Regions from separate parts of the Zea mays genome. Here regions 1 and 3 are each linked to region 2. A link is a contact called in public Hi-C data. All regions are on one chromosome and are shown on one strand. Each heading gives the region's core, a stretch centred on a gene start, on an enhancer-like site or on the middle of the called end of the contact. The rest is flanking DNA. Distances are from core to core; before and after follow the strand shown.

What was found. A called contact is a pair of places that touch in the nucleus more often than the background predicts.
Region 1: a contact with region 2 is called in a Hi-C map of ear, with 3 times the contacts expected there. The contact joins the promoter of LOC100216809 here to the promoter of LOC100502383 in region 2. A contact is called at or near these places in 2 of 25 Hi-C or Micro-C datasets (ear and leaf).
Region 3: a contact with region 2 is called in a Hi-C map of ear, with 2.4 times the contacts expected there. The contact joins the enhancer-like site here to the promoter of LOC100502383 in region 2. A contact is called at or near these places in 3 of 25 Hi-C or Micro-C datasets (ear, leaf and tassel).

The regions. Positions count from the first base shown.
Region 1 is chr1:117,681,507-117,684,760 of Zm-B73-REFERENCE-NAM-5.0, reverse strand. It overlaps LOC100216809 (putative glycosyl transferase family protein), which reads right to left and starts at 1,777. Exons shown (of 51, transcript NM_001348664.1): 1 at 1,412-1,777; 2 at 672-769; 3 at 400-554. The coding sequence starts at 1,664. It overlaps LOC103644874, which reads right to left. Exons shown (of 4, transcript XM_008668027.2): 4 at 1,908-2,139. The coding sequence ends at 1,908.
Region 2 is chr1:117,935,373-117,939,088 of Zm-B73-REFERENCE-NAM-5.0, reverse strand. LOC100502383 reads left to right here and starts at 1,957. Exons shown (of 1, transcript NM_001196861.1): 1 at 1,957-3,047. The coding sequence starts at 2,084. The coding sequence ends at 2,665.
Region 3 is chr1:118,129,978-118,133,339 of Zm-B73-REFERENCE-NAM-5.0, reverse strand. LOC100193937 reads left to right here. Exons shown (of 28, transcript NM_001359353.1): 21 at 2,128-2,193; 22 at 2,428-2,540. Among protein-coding and RNA genes, the nearest start is that of LOC100193937, 47 kb to the left of the region's middle. Within about 2 kb of position 1,444, at least 7 of the 20 cell types and tissues checked have an H3K27ac peak or open chromatin away from gene starts, as enhancers often do. A contact at or near this core is called in ear, where this site is marked.

The DNA.
Region 1 (3,254 bases), core at 528-3,027, 250 kb after region 2:
CGCATGAAAATGAATTCACGGAGAATAAACAAGCAAAAAAAACAGTGTCATGTATCTATCCCTGTCAATTCTAGGATCACCATAAGTTCATTACATTATATAGAGACTGATGACACAAATGTTGTTTCTGGGCACATCCAGTAAACAAAACATATGCAGGCAAAACCTTCTGAAGCAAGGTGAGCTTGAAAAATACTATTTAGAATATATCAAATTAATGGTTGGTGATGACTAACCAGAAATACAAGGATTCCTCACTTTCAGTAATAGTATACTAACCTAGAGCTATAAATTTTATCAGGCAAAAGCTGATCAGAGTCACAGAGAATGTCGAGACCCTCCCAGAACCCAAAAAAACAAAATACATCATGATTTTTTTAAACGGGAGAGAGGTCATACTCTGTACTAAAGGTTCCTGACTCTCTCAGTCTCTCCTGCTCACGTTGCATATCATCAACCCGACAACGACTCTTGTATTCAAGATAAAAGTTCCACAGGACTTGAACGTCATTCTGTCGGTCTATCGGAGCCCCATCCTTCTTAGCAAGTTTTTGCTGCGGAATACCATGATTAGAACATGGGAAATTTAGAAATAATCACTGAGAAGAAGAATGAGCAGAAACTAAAGTAACAAGTGTACCCAGTCATGTTTACAGTGAAAGTAAGCATACCTTAATTACAGATGCCAAACCTGTCTTGAACTGAAGAACCCCTCTACCTTCACTGCTGGGATCCAGATTCTGGGCCATCGTGTACGCTTGTTCACAAACTGTGGTGCAAGACGAAAAGGAGTGACTTAAGAGAACACCAAAGTGCCAACTGTAATAAAGTAAGGCTCTGTTGGGTTCCGCTTGTAATCGGAATGTGGATCGCTGGCCACAGGAATCGATGAAAAGCGCGCAAGTGGTCTGCGGTGATCATGATTCTCACTACTGCCTCCCTCCCAACCACCACGACAAATAACTGGGCACTCTGTTCTATGTATAGCTGTTCTCCCACCGAGTATGACACCGTGCCAGGTGGTAGGCATAAGGCAAACCAAACAGGGCGTATGTCAAGGACTGTTGTGTTTCCCATCACACGAATCGAACCAAACCACAAGCCAGAAAAACCCTAAATCTTAGGTAGTGTAAGTATGGGCGCTCGTACATAGCATTAGCAAATAGCACATGACCCCCCCCCCCCCCCCCCCCCCCGAGGTTGGAGTCCAACACTGAGGACATCCTCAGTACTCAGTAGCACGCACTGCAGGCAGTAATGGGCAATCACAGCAGGATAACAAGAGATAATCCCCCAAACCGAGGACTCCAAAACCCCCATCCAAAGCTACCCCAAACAAATCAGCAGTCAGCTCCATCCATGAATTGCACTGTTGTTAACTAGGCGAGATACGTGGGAGGAAGGGACTCACGGATCCGCGCGACGTTGGGGTCCTCGACCTCGATGTCGTCGGCGGCCTGCAGGATCTGCTCTATGTTGGTGGTCCGACCCAGCGAGGCCGGCACGGCGTCGGCAAGCCTCTGCCCTCCCACGGCAGCCGGGGCTCCCCCCACGCGGAGGTGGTCCCGGTCCCGCTTGAGCGCGGCCCGCACGAGGCGCTCCCAGTTGTCCGCCACCCGCTCGAGGCCCCCACCCCTCCGGCGCCTGGACGTGGACGACGCCATCGCCGCGCGCTCGCGGCGAGCCCTAGGTCAGTCACCAGGGGAGGCGCGCCGCGTGATCTGACTGCCTACGAATCCAAGGATGCCAAGCAGTAGTGGAAGGAAGGCGTTTTGGGGAAAACCGAACGGAGGCGGATTCAAAAGCGACACTGGCTTGGCCCCTGAAGCGAGTCGAGAGGGTGGCCGGTGGGGTGTTGATTCGCGGAGGCAGGGTGAAATGCTTCCAGCACTCCTGTGTCTATTATCTCACTGGCGCTGCCGCCGCCGCGGCGCGTGGTTTTTGGTGGTGGGGTGGGGTCCTAGGCAGCGCACGCGGTAACGTAACATGATCTGCCCGCGGGCCGCGCTGCGGTCGACGCGGAGGTGACCGACTGGACTCTTACCATGACGCGTGAGAAATTTGCTCGGCAACCGAACAGTTTTTATCTCCAAAACCATATCCAGCGGTTCATGGTTTATAAGGAGCTTTTTTAAAAATCTGGTTGTAGAAAGAATTTAGCTGTAAAGAAAATTGAATATCGTGTAGATTACGTATGAAAGAAAATAAAAAAGGTATATAAGGTTTAGTATGTGAAAAGTGGTGGTTTTCTATTATAATGATTCGGTCGATTCTATGTTCAAGTTGATTTTAAAAAGATTTGACTGAAGTGATTCTCATAGAAGCAGGTTGAGAAACTGGGCGTTTAGCAGTCTGCAACAGCTTTTGGTGACCAAAAGCTGAAAAAACTAAAACAAACCGGGCTCATATCGTCTAAAACATTGTTTTGCACTATAAATGTACTGTTTGTAGGGTAGAGTTTGAATGTAGTGTTTGCTCCGATTTGGGTCCTACCGAAATGTGCTCTCTACGGCGGCACGGCCGGTCCACGGTTCTGGCCTCACGATGTTCGATTTTGTTGTAGGAGCGTCTCCTCTCTGCGTCACTTCGGGCGGTCCGCGATAGCACAGAGAGTTCTCCTTCCTTGCAGGACATAGATCTCGTCCAAGGGACCACGTCGGGAAGGAGAGATCTTATGGTGTTCCGGTCGGCATGTCACCCGGGACATTTCCAGACAGAGTAGAATCGCCTAGGGATTAAGAAAATAGGTCGAGGAAGAAATCTTGAGTGAAGTGGATTTTGCCCCGAGAGAGATCTCGTGAGGGTAAGATTCTAGGGTCGTTTTGGGGCCGGCGGACTGTGAGGCCAAAAATTGGTAGAAGAAAAAAATAATAATAAAATAAATAAATATATTTATGATAGCGATTTTAAAATTCTTGAAAACCCCTTTAAGAAGTTATTAGGACCCTTCCTATTCATAATCAATTAATAATAAACTAGTTAAACAACCAATAAATAAATAATGAAGAAAATGCATCTCTTGCTTATAATTTTGTGAAAGGCACTTTATTGAAAATATAACTTGAATTTGACCCCAAAATTTTAAGTGAAAACATAGAATAGAAAAGGAGAAAGGGAATTTTAATGGAACCATTTATTCCTCCCATAAATAAATGACAAGGAAAATAAATGATAATATTGTAAATAGTAGATGTTATAATCACATTAGTATCAACTTTGGCACTTGGGAATTTGGAAGATCAAAACATGAGTTT
Region 2 (3,716 bases), core at 708-3,207:
CTTAGTATAGACTGAATTCAAGTGAATAATTTTAATCTAAGTTTCATGGCCAAACAGAGTTTCTAGGTGATAAACAACATTAAAACAAAATTAATGTCACTGGAATGGATCAATTTGGAGTTAAAATGAATTAAATATGAATTATACAAGTTTTTGGAATTATTTTTATTCTAAAAATCCTTTTTTCGAATTATTTTATTATTTCTGGATAACCTATAGACTGCGGACACAAAATCTAGGGAGTTTGGGGTCCAAACCATAAATTCCAGGACCTAGTTTTAATTATTTCTCCACGCGTGTGGACTACCGGTTAGTTTTATAGAAGGCTAAGGGCTTATCTGCAATTTACCGAGGCCGAAGGGTTATGGCTGTTTCTGGCCGCGCGATAAGATATGGATGCCCCAGATTAGACAGTGACAGTGGCAACATACGTGAGACTGCGGGTGGGACCCGCCTGCCAGTGCATGTTGTGGGCGGCTGGTGCGAGGTGCTCATTGGGCCAGGGGTGCGCACTCAGTGGGCCGAGGCGGCATGGAGTTGGACCGCCAGTGTGGGTTTTAGCGTGAGAGCCAAGAAGTAATCCTTTTTTGTTTAATATTTTCTATTTTCTTTTGTATTTCAGTTTTCAACTTGTTATTTAAATTCAAACTTCAAACTTAAATGCACAAACAGACGCCTAGCATGTGATGCTAATATTTTAATTGTATTTATTAATTACTTTATTAATTTATTAGGCAATGTTTCAAGTATGCACTATATATTACTCTTTATAGAAAATGGTATTTTCACTGTGTGATAAAATTGTAAGTTTCTTCAAAAAATGAATATTCATCAATCATTTAGTTTTGAAAGAACTTAACACATACCTTTCACCAAGATTCAATTTAGTTCATGCACACACACAAATAATTTATATTAAGATAACACTCTTTTAAATGTATGATCCGATTAAAGACATATTCGAAAATTCATTGTTTTACTACTTATTTATTTATTTTGTTATTGTTTTTTACACAGATTTTGGGCTTTACAGCTATGACATGTACAGTCAAGTTCTCAGCGGAGGCGGCGATGGCGTGGCAGGCAGCACAGGATGGGCGGTCAGATCGGCGTAAGCACCACCGCCCGAGATCCTCATCCGACGGCAGGCATCGATTTGACGGTTAGTCGTCTCGGCCGCACATGCCCGCGCGATTCCCGCCACTGCCGGGAACACCCACAGCCACACGCGAGAGTCTGTGGCTCACAACTGTCTTCTTCAATTACATGTGGGACCGACGGACGATGGGACCGACGGTCAGTGAAGACGAGGTAGATGGACCCGTCGCTGTCGTAGGATGGCTGCCTTTCATGGGCGGTTGGATCCGTAGCTGGCACGCCGTACTGGTCGGTGGGTTTGTTTTTCTACCCAAGCGTGCAAGTTGGTTGCAGAGGCTGCTTTGGTTTGCATGGAAGCCCCTAGAGGTTTCCTAGGCGTTGATATTTACATGCCGTAGGCTGTAGCTGTACGGGTATACTATACGCGTGTGTATATTCGGCAAGATTTCGCTTTCGAAAGATCTGGCAGAGTCACGTGGACGGAGTAAGACCTTCCTCGCATTAAAGTTGATTATTTTGACCGGTACCACTATAATTTATAAAAATAAAAATATTATAGAAGTATTAAAATCTGGTACGGATTAAAACCAACCCAGCATCTAGCTGAACAAAACAAAATAATGAAACGGTGTCATGGATAGTATATTCTTTATATAACGTTTTTGGAAAATATTTAGATGATGTCACGGATAACAAGGTACTGTAAAATTTATTAAGAGGTGTGTGTGGTTAAAAAATTAGCATGCCTAAAGCACTTGCTAATAACAAACTCAAGTCGTCGACTTTCAAGTCAACCACGCCAAGGAGTTTCATTATATTAAGAGCCAGCGCGGCGTCACCTCCGAGATAGCCCTCGCCCGGATAGGAGCGACTAGCGAGAAGCCAAGCGGCTTGGCACCTCAGCCTGCTGCCTCTGCTCGCTCTCTTCGCCCTCTTTCTGCACTAATCCTCGGCTCAGGCAGCCAATATTCTGTCTAGCGTTGAGATGGCGGACAACGTCCTCATCGACCGATCAGCCAGCGGCTTTGAGTTCCGGCGCTGGGCGGCCGGCGACGAGTTCCAGAGCCTCGCCACCATGAGCGTGCTGCAGCCTGACGCTCGCGGTATCTACAGTTCCTTACCATACGTTTCGCCGCTGCCTCCGTTCCAGTACGCGGCGTACCTGCACTCTTCGCTCTCCCTCCCACCGCTGAATCCTCGCCGCCACCCGCCTCTCCTCCCGCTCCCGCCGGCAGCTGCTGCTAAAGGGATGAAGCAGGCGGCGCAGAGGAGGACGGGGCCGAGAGAGTGCAAGAGGAAGAAGCCGCCGCGGACGCCGAGGCTGGGGGAAGAGCCTCCGAGCGCGCAGCGCAGGAAGCCGCTGGAGCGTGCCACGCCGCTGCCGCCCGCGCCCGCGGTGCACGAGGCGCTGGACGACCTTGAGCGCCAGGTGACCATGGGGTTCGTCGAGGACCTCAAGCACGCGCTCGCGCTCGCTCCGCCGCCAAGCAGCCTACCGCTGCCCACCTTCTCACTTGTCAGAGCTGCGGCTGCCGCAGCCAAGGCCGTGCCATCCTGTACTGTGTAACCACTGCACAGTGCGGCGAGCCAACCCCCGTACCGGCGACGGTATCCAGCACCGCCAGTCGTCTTCCTTTCTCCAAGACTTTTTCTTTGGATGGATCGGAAGAAAAATGCTACAAGGCATTATTCTTTTTCTTTCATAAAAGAAGGGCGGCTATTTAATTACTCCCTTATTTTCTTTACAGTCCCTTTTTTATTTCGTCTTATATATGGCTGTGATGTGAAAGTGAACCTAATTTATATGGTCGTTTGCATCACATATCCAAAGTTAACTTCTTGATGGGAAGTCTGTTTTTATTGGCTTGTATCAAGAATTCAAGATTAAGATAAGTTGTACGCTTCATTATGTGTCGGTGACAAAATACATACATTATGCTTTGTCATTTAATAATTTGTGGTTGTAGGAGTCGACTCAAGTATCACTGCTACATAAATAATTTGCAAAAGATGACTGTTTTCTCTCTCTTTTTCTAGATGTAGTCGTGATAATGAAATGGAGCCCTACTCTTGTTTAAGTACGGACTTCCTCTAGGGCCGTCATGAGGCGGAGCGGAGGGGGTGCGGAATGGATCCCTTGGACGTTAGTATTTTTTTTTGAAACATATCTACTCTAGAAACAAATACACAGAGATAGATGTGCTATTGTTCTATTTTGTTTAGATTTTAGATTGTTAAACTAATGCCTCAAATATTTATCGATTATTAATTACTGGACACATGATGATTGCATTAGTGGAGAGAAGCTTTTTAAAATTGAAATTATTGAGCAACTATTTGAGGTCAATAATGACTCATTGGATGTTAAATGGTTTGACGATTCTATGTATCGATAAAAAGTTAATGGAAGAGATTGATGGTATAATCGATGACTTTGTACGACAAAATATTAGAAAATATTTTTAACATGATATCAAGTGACAAGTAATGTTTATGACTATATTTCACATTTGTCATCTTATGAACGACCTTAAAATATTGTACAATGATTTTTTTATATGTTGAATATTTAATAATATGTATATACTTTTATATACACACACGTATAAATATACGGC
Region 3 (3,362 bases), core at 195-2,694, 190 kb before region 2:
GCTCATTGTTGGCCGCATTCGGGAATTGGAGGCCGACGCATTCCGGCTCAGGGTTCACCATGCCCTAGTCGCGATCGGACCTTGTCTCGATGACTTGATCAAGCAGGATCAAGAATGCCTCGGTCATACTAACGGATGGTGAGACAACGAGACCTAAGGACCTGGGAGCATAGGCTAAACACCTCGCCCGACGCTTAGCAAAGAGTCATATTTCGCATTTCCTAATAAGAAATAATCAAGGATTGATTTTCCCACAAAATTTGTAAGGAGAATCAATTAACGATTGTTGTTAGGGTTTTGCGCTCCTTTTCCTGTTCCATTCTTGTTAGAGTCCGTCCAATCGGAGCAGGTACCTACGACTTTAGGGCCCAAGATTTTTTCGCTGGCGACCATCACCGTAGCCTTCGAGGCGTAAGCGTTCGCAGTCTCAACTAGCTTCCTCAGTGGACCCCTCCATTCGCATCACCCGTATCTTAGATCCAATCTAACAAGGATGAGAGCTAGGTTGACCCGCATGTCTCCCTTCCTTTTGGGGGTACCAGGTTACGTTGTCCTAGGCCCCCTTCCTGTCGAGGGTCCTGTAGGAGGGAGACACGATGCGGTGACACGTTTCGCTGGGCACCCTTTCAACAGAAAATAAGAAAGTTTGGAACGATTGGAAGAGAAAGGCAACGTAATTGGTTTATTGGTGGGGGTTCCCGCACTCCACTCTATTGACTCGTCTGTTATCCGCCTCTCTCCTCCGTTGTCCTGAACGTCGCACCGCCTATCCTGTGAGTTATAGAGAGGAGGCGAAAAAAGGAAAGGGAGAGAGAGATTGAGCCAGGTCTATCCTGGGGTCCTCCCCCTTTTTTATGCCCGATACCAGGAACGGTCTTGGAATCAGTTTTCATTAACAAACACAAATGAATTAAAGTGGGATGTGAACCCATTCCTGCCGAGAACTACGAGGGGTTTATGATGGATACATCAAGCTTGGCGATTCCTCGGGCTCATGCCTTGTGTAGCACCCTAGCTTGCTGGCGCTACAAACGTCGCTTGTCCCACCGGGAGGACAAGGGTCGCGAGGGTCAGACGTCCTTCATTCTCCCCGTCGTTGGGAGGTCCACCCTCGCTGCTCATCGGGGGGCTAGGGTCCAAGCCTAGCTGAGTCTGAGCACATGGCATCAAAAATGAGGATGCCTGCACCCTTGACCATCCCGACGAACTCCATGTCATCGGTGGTGCGGAGGTGGCCTCAGGCGACGATGGCTACAATCATCCCAGGTGTGTGGCGCAGGCGAGGTGGAAACATGTGTGGGATGCCGCCAGAGCCGTCGTGGCGAGGCGACCTTCCCTTGTCGTACCCTGCGGAAAGTTCTGCGTAGGCTGAGAAGAGTGCCCACAGATCGTCATACGAGGGGTTGGGCCCCATTTGGACTGCGATCTGTCGCCTTATCTCGCCAGCCTCAGAGGGCAAGGAAGATCATGGCCCGGCACCTTGCTCACGTGGGTTCAGGCTGAGGCCGCCGAGTGCTTCTGCAACGACGTCCGGGTCCTCAGGTAGAGAAGGCCGGGCTGATGACGAAGTCGATACTCTTGAAACGGGCGATCGCTCCGGATGTGAGAACGACACGGGGACAACCGTGGGCCCTTGCGGTAGCGTCGAGACTCCTGGGAGGAAGGGGATGTCATTAGAATAAGACATTTAGGGCTGGTTTGGTGGCAAGAGATTTGGAAGGGATCTATGGGAAATGAATTCCTTTACTATTCAAAATTGAATAGCAAGTGACTTCCTCCCCCATGGACCCTACAAATCTCTTGTCATCAAACCAGCCCTCACTAATTTATGGGAGATTTTCCCTCATGCTTTGTTTTGGTATTTTAGTATTCACCATAATTTACACTCCAAACGACCTCAATACATGTGGATCGGGATAAATACTAGAGTACCCAAACAATATCTCACTAAGTTTGTCTCCCTTACTTTCAAACTAGCCCTTAGTGTAATTCTGTGGGGGTCGACTTTCGCCCATGGGTCAACTTTCTTTTAAAACTATGAACCTTTTGTGAATTGAGTATGCTAGAGTTTTATAAGTCTGCATAGTCTCTTTTTACATAGGCATTCAGATTGAATTTCATTTGCAGGTTAGAAACTATAGGGAAGATTGGGATCTTGAAGTGACAGAACCAGTTGCAGGAAATTACTACCCGGTAATCAAAGTACTCACATTTTTCTAAGTGAATAATATTCCGGTTGTTAGAAACGATGATGGAATTTCAGTTTACAGCATGCTATCTGTATTTTTTCCATGTGAAGAAGTATTTTTGTATCATGCAACAATATATCCAAAATGAAAATGGGATTGACTGGAAATATGAATATAGAATTATACTTTTCTTATTAGATTACGACTTCAGTATATTTCTTGCACACTAACTTTTCAGGTCAATCTAGGCGTGTATGTAGCCGATGGAAAATATGAGCTGTCAGTACTTGTGGACCGTGCTGTTGGAGCATCAAGTATTCAGGATGGTCAGCTAGAGATTATGCTACACAGGTACTAGCTGAGTCACTTCAATCAGTTCTATGTTTATTGGTCGTCGAAAACAAATAGCTCCAAGATCTTGTACAAAAATCTTGATAGTTCGTATAGGGTCAATCTTGGTCCTAATCTAGACTCCCTGCTAGATCTTGTAAAAGATTAACACCAGGCATGGTTTCAGGCAGATTCAAAGAACGGATCATGTCTTCCAAGAGAGAGAAAGAACTAAGTCTTTTTATTGAAATAATTCTATTTTTTATTGAAATAATTCAAAGAACGGATCCTTTTGTCTGAATCTGACCGTTTTAACTCTCAACTCTAATACCATCTAAATCTAGCACTCCAAAGATTAGTGACAATTGATTTTGACCATTGGGCTCAGAGTGCATTGGCAGTGTTGTCCTCAAAGTTTTAGATTTTTTTTTGCCAACATGGCCGACTTTTTATTATCTTTTTACCCTATTTTCATGGCTAACCGGTTTACTTTCGCATGGAATAAATAAAGAGCAATAGAGAGAATGATGACAGTGTTTGGAACGCTGGAAGCATTCAAGAATTTCACAGAAATCGGTTAATGTTTGCAGGAAAAGCCTACACATCACTTGAAAACCACGAAAACAAGAGGGTCAAAATTGAGTAATATTCGTAGACACGGTACCATATTTAGACATGGATGGTGGTAAACATTTTTTAGCAGATGATGGGTAGAAATTAGAGAAGTAGAAGAGTTGAAGGGTCCTATATTACTTTTTTATTTCCTATAACTGCATCTTAAGAATGGAGTCGTCTCTTGGATTTTTTTTTCTTGGAGCTATTCTCCAAATGGATAGGATTAGG